Regions from separate parts of the Mus musculus genome. Here region 1 is linked to region 2. Evidence: chromatin contacts called from public promoter capture Hi-C data. All regions are on one chromosome and are shown on one strand. Each heading gives the region's core, a stretch centred on a gene start, on an enhancer-like site or on the middle of the called end of the contact. The rest is flanking DNA. Distances are from core to core; before and after follow the strand shown. Region 1 holds the start of 9830132P13Rik (RIKEN cDNA 9830132P13 gene). Region 2 holds the start of Alpk1 (alpha-kinase 1).

Region 1 (5,812 bases), core at 2,001-4,500, 140 kb before region 2:
CTATGGGCTTTGATGGATTTGGTCTTCGTTTCCTTTTGGCAGGTGGTACTGTCCGCACACTGCTGAGTTTTATGGCCTGAACGGCCATCCATCATGGAGTCAGTTGTATTAAAGTCTAAGGACCCTGTAACAGCGCCAGTTGATCAACTACCAGCCGGACAGGCAGGCACTGGCTGTGGAAGCCCAGGGAACAGGCAAGCCACAGAACCTGGAGAGAGATTAATGTTTCAATAGAGACCTGTACTCTCAAGTCTCATGCAGACATGAATGTATGTGTACAAGAAACCTTTGGGTCTCCAATTGCTAGGATAGGGAGTCTATACAAAGCTTTTTACCAGGTTGGGTTTGGACTGGAAGTCCAGTGACCACATATTCTAGGTTTTCACTCACCATGCAGTCGCTGTACACAGACACCGTTTTAACAGATCCGTCTGGGAAAGTTTCCCATGGAGAACATTGCAAAAGGAGATGGTTAAAAAAAACTCTATCAGTCATCTAAACCAAACAGTGACTCCAGAGTTGAGAAGCAATAAATTGAATACTGACATATTCGTAGATTTTTCTTGAGATTAAAGATGGTGGGGCAAGGTGTAGAGCCATGTGCCTTTAATCCCAGTGCTTGGGGGGGGGGGGGCAGAGGAAGGGAATCTCTGTGAGGTAGAAGCTTGTGATTCACATAGAGAGTCCCAGGACAGCTAGGGCTACTTAGTAAAGCCCTGCCCCAAAATAAATAAATAAATAAATAAATAAAGATGGAGTTTCCTTTTAAGTGTCTATGGTTCTTAGTTATTGTAGTAAACTACTCCTCTGAGAACATTGAGAATTCTCAAGCTATTTTCTTTTACACATCATTTAAGAAATGAACAAGCTGTCCTAAAATTCATATGAAAATGGCTCAGCATAGCCAAGCCAGTGTTAAAAAAAAATGACACTTTAAAGGCTGACACTTCCTGATTTTAAAACTTACTGTGTCACTCTATAGAAATCAGATACGGTGGCACAGCTTAGGTATGCAAGTGTGTTGGTTACTTTTCTGTTTCTGTGATAAAACACCGTCATTAGAACTGATTTATGGAAGAAAGGTTTATTTCAGAGGGATAAGAGTCCGTCGTGGTGGACGGGCATAGCAGTAGGCAGAGGCATGACATCCAGAGCAGGAAGCTGAGAGCTCACATCCTCAACCACAAACACAAGGAGAGGAGCAACTGCAAGAGTTAAACGCTTAAAACCCACCCCCTGTGATGACGCACTTCCTCCAGAAAGGTAACGCCTCCTAAGCCTCTTGAAATAGCACTGGGAACCAAGTGTTCAAACACCCATGGCTACGAAGGATATTTCTTACTTAAATCATCACAGTGGGCCAGTTGGTACAGCACTTGCCTAAGATCCTGTGGTGCTGGCATAAAGAACTAAATACAGATACCTACAAGACTATATAAATTAGCTATTAAGTTTATGGTGAATTGATTTCTAGCATATGTGCCAAGGTTCTTCAGTGGGAAAGGGGGCATCTTTTCTCAGTAAGTAGCTGAGACAATACAACGCTCACATGCAAAAGAATGAATGACCCTAGACTCAGACCTTACACCATACACAAAGAACTCTCTAATGGATAATAGATTGTAGCATAAGAACAAAAAACTACAAAATTCTTAGAAGAAAGGATATCTGTAAATCTTTGTGGCTTTGGATTAGGAAGTGGTTTCGTAGATATCACATAAAAAGTACAAATGACAAAAAAAATAGATAATTAGACATTAAAATTTCAAAACTTCTACGCTTTAAATGCTCTTTAATCTGGTTTTCAAAAACTGTTGAAAATGGTATATTATATAAGCCAAATAAAGGACATGTGAATTAAACAAAAAGAATGTAAAAGACAGCCTACAAATGAGAGAAAATACTTATGTGTCTGATAAAGTATGCGTATCCAGAAAATACAAGGAACTTTCTCAAATGACCAATCAAAACTCCAGTCTTAGACTAGGCAGGGCTTGGGATGGCTCAGAGGTAGAGCACTTTTGACATATCTTTAAGGGAGACTGGAGAAAAAGTAAAATGGCAAGTTACTTTGGAAAAGAACCTAGTAACTTTGCCAAACCTTAACATATAATACCATTCCTAAGTTTATGCTACAAAAAAATTAAAAATATATGTATGCAAAGAAACTACTTAAATGTAGTTTCATTAGCAACATTATTCACTATAGCCAAAAAAGCAGAAATAACTCAAATCTCGATTAATTTGAGAAACTAGACCAAACACTGTATATTCATGCTATGAAATATGGCTCTGCAGTCATGGCCTCAAGCAACAAGAAGTCAAAAATTCATCTGAAAAATTCTGAAAGAGAAAAATTCATCTGGACTGAGCATAACAGCTTTTATTTTCTTGTCACTATTCCGTCAAGAGGATAGCTATTAACATATTATTTACATTGTCCTGGATATTTCAAGGAACCTAGAAATCATTTCAGGAGGAGGCACCTAGGTTATACAAAGGCAAATGCTAAAGCACTTCTACTTATTGGTTAGGTTTTTGCTCATCATTTTGGTCTTTTGAGACAGTCTGACTATATAGTCGAGGCTGGTCCCAAACTTGCCACCTTCCTGCCTTAGCTCCTGAGAGTTAGGATTACAGGAGCTCACCATCACACCCAGCTCTCAACATTTGTTTGTTTGATACAAAAAACTTAAATATTTGAGGATTCAGTCATCCAAGGGGGCTCCCGAAACCAGTCACTCATAGTTAACAAGGAACAACTAGACATATAAGACTATGTAAAAAATTAAAGTACTGTTGCTAAAATCTCTTCCCTGTGCTAACAGAAATAGCATCTACACCTCTTCCTAAGGTTCCAACAGCAAACTGAAGTATGGTTCCACAAAAGTTCACCCAGGCTGGGCAGTGGTGACACATGCTTTTAATCCCAGCACTTGAGAGGTAGAGGCAGGCAGATTTCTGAGTTCAAGACCAGCCTGGTCTACAGAGTGAGTTCCAGGACAGCCAGAGCTACACAGAGAAACCCTGTCTTGAAACCTGTCTTAGTTAGGGTTTTACTGCTGTGAACAGACACCATGACCAAGGCAAGTCTTATTAAAAACAACAACAACATTTAATTGGGGCTGGCTTACAAATTCAGAGGTTCAGTCCATTACCAACAAGGTGGGAGCAATTAAGGCATCCAGGCAGGCATGGTGCAAGAGGTGCTGAGTGTTCTACATCTTCATCCAGAGGCTGCTAGTAGAAGACTGACTTCCAGGCAACTAGGGTGAGGATCTTATGCCCACACCCACAGTGACACACCTACTCCAACCAGGTCACACCCATTCCAACAAGGCCACACCTCCAAATGGTGCCACTCCCTGGTCCAAGAATATACAAACCATCGCAAAACACACACCCCCCCCCAAAAAAAAATTCACCCAGGAGAACTAGGGAGTTTATTAAACCTATGTACAAAGCAATGGGTGAGAAGCTATGGTCCAAAGCACCCATACTGGAACACCAGCATCGAGCAGGGATGATGACTGTATGGATGAAGCCCCACCCCCTCCACATCTTCCACACCTATATCTGCCCATCCCACAAGACCATATGCAATAAGGTAAAAATTCTACACAGCTGGTAGGGATAAGTGGGTGAATACTCAGGCGAGGGTCCTCTGACTTTGCTCATCTTCCCTCATCCTATAGGAGGAAAGGAAAACACTCAACAAGCCCAGCTATTGATCTTTGCAAGCAAGCCCAGCAGAGCACTGGGAGATGGCAGCAGTTGGACTTGAAGGAAAGTCTTGAACTAAAAGTAAGGATACGTGCTAGAACATGAATAAATGTTACTCTAAGTGAAATAAGACATACAACGAAGTCTGACTAGTGTATGACTCTATTCATATAAATTCCCCAAATAGGCAAATCCATAAAGTCCAAAGAAATGACTGGCTGTCAGGGACTTGGGGCTGAGAGAGTAGAAATGATAGGTGTGGGTTTGGAGGGGGGAGGAATGAGGCTGCCATGGGGTGGGAAGAAACACTGTGTGCACAGCTTACTAAAAGTCATCGAGCTGCGAGCTTTCAAGAAGGCCATTACAGTGGCTAAAGGATAGCCGCAGAAAGCTGTAGGTAGGAAATTTGATCCACAATTTTGATGCTTACTGCCATTTCCTGCTTCCTTTCCAAGGTGTTACATAAAAAAAATTTTTTTTTTCAGGAAAATGGAATGTAATAATCTCTGGCCTCAAGTCTGACATGTTCTTATTAAAATTTCTAATTCCAGTTATTGGTTGTCATGAACCTTGACAGATCATAAAACCAGTGAAATAGTGGAGAAGCTGGAGGGTGGGATGCCAGAAGGGCAGAGGATGCTTAAACTGCCTCTCCTAGAGCTTCCAGCATCTGAGACAGGGCAGCTGGGAAGTAAGACCAACGTCAATCGCCATGTTCTGATTATTTGTCCACCCCCAAATTAGCATTCAAACAAAATTCCCAAAGACCAATCAGGATTAAATAAAGGAAGAATAATTCTAGTGATTATACCTTAATCATCGAATAATCTCTATGAAATGCAGGTGAAGCTGTGCCATGTGCCTTTCTCTTCCTTATGAGAAAGCGTGTACCCCCTTTTCACTAAGTTAAAGAACATGACTCCAATGATGTCTGTATAAATTATCCTTACATTTGAGTGTCTGACATTGTTAGAATGAACTCTTTACCTATTTAACTCCCTTGGAAATTCCAGTGCTGTGTATATACTTGTACTTCACATAGATTTCATTTTTCTCTGTATATAGTTAAAATACTGGCAGCTAAAAAAAGCGTAAGCTATTTCCGTCAGCCCTCTCCCGGGACTCTGCTCCCTAGTTAGGCAATTACTTAAAAATTGAGCAATTGCAGTGTCTTTTCTCCTACTAGTTATTATTTCAAAAAACTCACGCCATTTCTCTTTAAAGAAACAGCACAGAATAACGCAAAAAGCTCCCCTTGGCTGGTCAGTGTGCTGCCTTTAAACACAGTGGGAACTCTGAGGTCTGTATTTAGATTGTAGTCTATATTTAGACTATCCAAGGGAGTCCGCGGACAGTAGGCAGACCATGTGTTCTTCTGTTAGTCATTTTAAGAAATCGTTTTCCCCTTGCCACTTAGAGGGGAAAAACCCTGAGGGATCACAGAGAAGAAATAAGTTGTTGATTAAAAGCAGGAAGGAAAGATCACGGGTAAGAAGAACTCAAAGAAAATCAAGTCTGTGCGTTCCCCGAGGCGCTCCCCACAAGGGCAGAACTTGTTGTGCCTTTCCTCTGTGGGTCCAAGCGCCCACTGAACCTGTGTGTATTGATTGGTTACTCAAATGTCTGTCCCCTGCTCTCCAGAGTCTCCCAAAGCGGAGACTTTTTATTTGAATAGTCCTTTATCCAGTGATTTCCATATCCCACTGAAGTGGTGGATGCCTCAGATGAAACACTGGCAAGATTTCTAATCCCCGGGTTTCAGAGAGATTGGGAAGATCCGCATTTAGAGCCCCCTTCCTGCCCTGTAAGGAGAGTCCCCTACCAAGCGCCCTGACTTCAAGAGATTTTGTAACTATTTTTTATCCTTCAACAAAGTTATTTTCTCTTAACAAACTTCTATTAAGGCAATCATCTTGACTATAAGAGTATTAATTTATTCTGTCTATCACAGACTTAGTGAGTGTCCCGGGGCAACAGGAGCCAGGAGCTGGCAATCTTTATTTTTTTTTTTTTTTTGTATTTTATGATGTCATTAAGAGAATCTGTAAGAAAATATGGATTTATGGAGCAGTAGAGCACTTGGTTAGCA
Region 2 (5,845 bases), core at 2,690-5,189:
TGCCAAGTGCTGGATTTGATTCCCAGCACGAAGAGGTGAAGGAAAAGGACAAGGGAGAAGAGGAGGGGAGGAGGGAGAGGAGGAGGGGAGGAGGGAGAAGAGGAGAATGAAAAAGAACAAAATCATCTAAGTCCAAGTATTATATTTATATTACTAAGTGTCTTCTTCTGTCCACTCCTACCCTCTGCTCGTCTCTACCTATAGTTTGCTTTTTTCCCCAATTACCTTTACATCATTTATTCCCAGTTTTCATATCTCTCATCCAGGCCTGTTTATTTCCACTCTTATCAAGACTAATTGAGCTCCTCCATCAGTTATGTCTAGACTACCACAATAGCTTTGAAATTCCGTTTCTAATCCTACCATAATCCACAATCCGAACTTCCTACTGTAATTTTTCTTTCTAAAATGTATGCATTTATTGTCATATACTCTTGTGAGCGCCCGACTCACCAGCAAAGCAGACGCCACAACAGGATCCTTCTGCACATGTTTATTAGGAGAGCTTGATTGCAGAGGCGAAAAGACCCCGAGCCCAGAACTGGTGCTGCTTATATAGGCCTAGAAGAGGCGTGTCTCACACCCGGATTGGTTATACTTACTACCTCATTTGCATGTCTCACATCTGATTGGTTAACATGTCTCTCATCTGATTGGTTAACATGTCTCTCATCTGATTGGTTAACATGTCTCTCATCTGATTGGTTATATTCTCAAAACCTCATCTTGGTTAAAAATTTTACTGCATATGTACACAATGGGTGTCTACCCAAACTTATGCGTGGTGGCCAGCGGTAGCCAGTGCCACCCTGCAACGGCACATGTGGCTTCCCACAATATATATGACAGTTTTCCAAGACCTGCCAGTGTGCGGTGGGCAGAAGTATGTGCTGGTGATGAAGCACAAAGCACCCACTGCCTGTGCAGACTTCTGCCCACATACCCAGCTAACTCTTGATCCCTTCCTCCTCCACCCACCTGCCACCATGGGGCTTTGAGGTCATGACTTGTGTGCACTACCAACACCCACAGTGCCAAGGCAGCACTTGGCACAAACCAGACACTTCTATCATGTTTACACAAACAAATAAGTGATAGGCATTTGCTTCAGCATTTTATATTCAAAACAATAAAACCTAGATAATCAGAATCAATACGGTAGGGCAGGCCGTTTTTCTAAGTGTACCACTTGAGTGTACGCCTCAGACATTTACAGTAAGTGAAGCTTTTGTTTATAAATTTCTACATGGGACTGTTATCTTGGGAAACTTTCTGGAACTCAATGTTGTGATTAAAAATGAAACATCACATCTCATGTTTCTATGGCTCTAGGAATTTTTGCCAGGAATGCTTATCACAGAGAGACGTGGCTATTGTCCAGACTCTATGAAGATAAATGACTCACACACTGGTTTCTTCTCAATGTCTTCTCATATTTCTATGTATCCATCGCCTTCTTTTAGGCACTAAAATATCACTCCTTCTCCTCAAGTAAATTTTTTAAATTTAACTTTATGTTTTTACTTATTCACGTTATATCCTGCTCGTTGTCCCCTCCTGGTCTCCCCTCCCATAATCCTTCCTCACTCTTCCCTCCCCTTCTCCTCTGAGTAGGTGGGGCTCCCTGAGTATCCCCTGATCCTGGCACTTTAAGTCTCTTCGAGGTTAGGCACATCCTCTCCCACTGAGGCCAGACAAGGCAGCCCAGCTAGAAGAACATATCCACGTACAGGCAACAGCTTTTGGGATAGCTTCTGCTCCAGTTCAGGACCCACATGAAGACCAAGCTGCACATCTGCTACATGTGTGTGGGGAGGTCTAGGTGTAGCTCATGTATGAGTTCTGTGGTTGGAGGTTCAGTCTCTGAGAGCCCCAAGGGTCCAGGTTAGTTGACTTTGTTGGTCTTCCTGTGGAGTTCCTATCCCTTTTGGGACCCCAGAAATCCTTCCTCCTATTCTTCCATCAGACTCAAATAATTTCTAACACTTCTTTTACTTGCCTGCTCCCAAGCAGAATTCTTAAAAAAAAAGTCACATATATTGAAGTTGATGTTTGTTTTTTATTATAATTTTAAATAATTACAAAAGATCTCTGTGTGGTTTTCCTAAACAAAACTCTACATGTTCTTTCTTCCTTCCTTCCTTCCTTCCTTCCTTCCTTCCTTTCTTTCTTTCTTTCTTTCTTTCTTTCTTTCTTTCTTTCTTTCTTTCTTTTTTCTTCCTTCCTTCCTTCCTTCCTTCCTTCCTTCCTTCCTTCCTTCCTTCCCTCCCTCCTTTCTCTCTCTCTCTTCTCTCCTTGGGACCAGATCTCACTATGTAGTCCTCTAGGACTCACTCTATATACCAGACTGGCCTTGAACTCACAGATATTCACTTGCATCTGCCCCAAGCCCAAGTGCTGAGATTAATGGTGTGTGCCATAAGGCCCATGCATATTCTTTTAAAGGCCAAGCAAAATTATATGTCAAATAATTTGGCACCCCTAACATCTCTCTATAAAGGCATGAAGATTTTTTTAACAATTGTGAAAATTTATATTATTCTATCTAAGTTTCTGTTTCTATTACGTTTCCTTCATAGACTTTTCTCATAGTACAAAACTTGCTCTTATATCTCTGTGTTTTTCTCATTTATATACAGTAATATATATATATATATTAAAATTATTTCTCTTTTTTGCTACAGACACTATTGAATAAACATTCTAAAGACAGGCCTATTCAATGCTTACAATACATGTATTTTTAATTTGTAATTTATTTAAAAGATAAATACAAAGTTACATATTTGATGAATGCCGAATAACAGAGTGCTATTTAAAAGTGCATTTCTCAATGATATTTATGGTACTTAGAAGTTAGTTAACAGATGCACATTATCTATAGCTACAATAAAGTAACATTCCAAGAAAGAACATACATTAAAAAAGGAAACTCTAGTTATGTAAATAAATGGAAAGTTTTGTTATAGTAATTCTATGTTCTTACTTGAACAACTTTTTTTTTTTTCCTGTTTGCTTTTTCTTTTCCAAGACAGGGTTTCTCTGTGTAATCCTGACTGTCCTGGAACTCATTAGTTAGACCAGGCTGGCCTTGAACTCACAGGGATCTACCTGTCTCTACCTCCTAAATACTAGGATTAAAAGAGCACACCATCACTCTGGCTGGTCGAACAACTTCTAAAGTCATGGGTGAAGAATTATTGCCGATCACAAGTCAGTGTTTAGGCAATCTAGCTTTTGACCGCTTGGATCGTTCCTTCCACTTGGTTGAGAAGCAGAGCTGGAATCCGTCCAACTGGCTAAAGCATTTGCTGCCCAGGTGCGGAGAGATTTCTGTTCTCATTTCTTGGGTCATGTACCAAAGGCTTTACCCAAATGCTTCCTGTTGGTATTACTAGATCCATTCCTGCCCTGGAGAGTTGGCTCAGCGGTTAAGAGCACTTGTTGCTGTTGCCCTTGTAAAGATGCCCAGGTTCGATTCCCAGCACCCACACGGAGGCTCACCACCTCCTCAAATATGAAGGCAAAACACTCATACACATAAGATAGTAAAAATAAACCTTAAAAAGAAAAGAAAGTCCATTCCTATTCTTTCTAAAGAAACTTCCTCAGCACAGCAGGCTCAGAAAGGCTCGAGAAAGTTAAAATATTGTTGACCTCTTAAAACTTTTCCAATAAAAAATGTCTTTTTTTTGATAAACATTTTAACATCTTTTCATGTACTTTTGACATGTTTTTTTATCAAAACTTGAGTCTCAGATTTCATTTGCTTCGACCGTTGAAAGACAAACCAGTTATCAGACAAGTTCCTTTCCTTGTGAAAGTTCAGGGAAACTCCTTATTTGGAGTAGGGCAGAGATGGAGTCATCCAAGAGTGAAGGAAGAGACTGCCAATGAGAAAGCAGGAACATAATGACACTATTTTGATGTCATCAAAAGACAAGCTCTCCTTGTCCCCTTTTGGGGGTCGATCTCGGAATTGGAGCGCAGAGGAGAAGTAGGCGTCGCAGAGGCACGTGTATCAACACGTTTATTTGCACTTGAGGCCAAGCTGGGGTTTTCCTGGTGGACGGTGCCAGAGTCAGTAACACGACTCCCAGAAGACCTTTCCCGCAACAGTCCCTAACGGGGCGTGTCTTGGCGTGGCGTTAGACAAGCACGGTCTGAGCAAGGAAGGACTTTTCTTTTCAGATTCCCGTTTCCTGAAACAGAAGCTGTTGAGGAGAAACGCTGTGTTTCCGGGAGGTTGTACCGGAATAAAGACTCTCCCGGGTCAGACTGCTGCTCTGAAGTGTTATTTTCTGAGTGAGTATCAGCTTACAAATGAAAACTTGCAGGAGGTGCGGTGCAGATGCTCGCAGGATGGGGGCGGCAGAGTGTTCTCAAAGGTGATTGCGGTAGACTTGGTGCCACCTCTGTCTCTGTTGCTTTTAAGTAACTCTTGAGCCCTTAGAAAGGTTTGCGCTTCTAGAAGCTCCTCAGAAGGGACAGGGGGGAAAAAAGAGCAGAGGAAAGGCTACCTACAGTTCAGTTGTTGTGAAGAGGAGAAAAATATGAACCCTTTAATGTATATATATATATATGGATTAATAGCAATGTACTTAGTCACAGAACTTGCCAGACCTGCTAGCCTTACTGCTCACAAAATCAGTGTCTGATGAGGGCATTAAAGGATTGTGGGGACTACTGATTTGAAACTGGGTTTGGAGCACATAGGAAGCTATCAAAGACGCTGCCGCTTGCTTGTACGATGGAGTCAGTAATTTCTTGCCAGGGCACAGTTGTGTGAATGTCACTCAGCATACTTGGGGAGTAGGGACAGAAATTCTGGGTGTGGGCAAGTCTTGGTTACAAAGAAAGCGCACATAAAAAAAATTAAATTCCTTTGGGTGTCTAGGTAAAATGGTCCTATCATTAAAAAATTGTAACATTTGAAAGTAGCACTCTAGCCTGGAAAGTCACAAATTAAAACCTCTGAAGTTGTTAGTATTTACAGCAGGTACCAGCACAAAGGCAGGAGCAGATGAGCAGATTTTATGTCACAACACAATGTCACCTCCATCCTAATACTTGCTTCTTGGCATTTGAAAAAACTGTGTGCTTCTAACACTCCTAAAAGTGACAATATTGACCTTTGCCTGATGAGACGTCACAGCTAAAAACTATTTCAGAGTTTCCTGTGTCTGTTTGTTGCTTCTGCTCAAGCCTACACAGGTCTCCATGCGCCTTACTTTGCCCTCAATGTTCTTGAACATTTGAGAGCATTCGTGACTGTAGAAGCTTCAAACCTGAGTCACACTGTCCCCAAAGTATAATACCCATGCTACCGATTTTACATGACACCTGCCAAGCCCTCTACCACTAAAGAATTAGATTACATTCTTAGTTTAACATTCATTATACATCCTATGATTAATTCTGGAGATATGGGTTGTTATCAAGCCTGATATCCTGGGTTCAGTTCCTGGTGCCTGCATGGTGGACGGAGAGATACAATTCTCACATGTCCTCTGACCTCCATGTGGGCTGTGAAGGGTGGGGAGGGGCAGACAGCTGAGAGCACTGCCACACACTGAATGAATGTCTCTGATTTTTTTTTTCATTTTTTATTAGGTATTTAACTCATTTACATTTCCAATGCTATACCAAAAGTCCCCCATATCCACCCACCCCCACTCCCCTGCCCACCCACTCCCCCTTTTTGGCCCTGGTGTTCCCCTGTACTGGGGCATATAAAGTTTGCAAGTCCAATGGGCCTCTCTTTCCAGTGATGGCCGACCAGGCCATCTTTTGATATATATGCAGCTAGAGTCAAGAGCTCCGGGGTACTGGTTAGTTCATAATG

What was found. Promoter capture Hi-C pulls out the DNA fragments that hold promoters and counts their contacts.
Region 1: a promoter capture Hi-C map of macrophages shows a contact between it and region 2, with 6 read pairs. The contact joins the promoter of 9830132P13Rik here to the promoter of Alpk1 in region 2. A contact is called at or near these places in 10 of 39 promoter capture datasets (3T3-L1-derived adipocytes, the C10 cell line, the HPC-7 cell line and 7 more), 4 of 115 datasets of contacts at active chromatin or transcription factors (bone marrow-derived macrophages, double positive thymocytes, memory CD8 T cells and 1 more) and 3 of 9 other capture datasets (adipose tissue, liver and pancreatic islet).

The regions. Positions count from the first base shown.
Region 1 is chr3:127,913,609-127,919,420 of GRCm38.p6, reverse strand. 9830132P13Rik (RIKEN cDNA 9830132P13 gene) reads right to left here and starts at 3,250. Exons shown (of 5, transcript NR_040552.1): 1 at 3,135-3,250.
Region 2 is chr3:127,778,621-127,784,465 of GRCm38.p6, reverse strand. It overlaps Alpk1 (alpha-kinase 1), which reads left to right and starts at 3,939. Exons shown (of 14, transcript NM_027808.1): 1 at 3,939-4,305.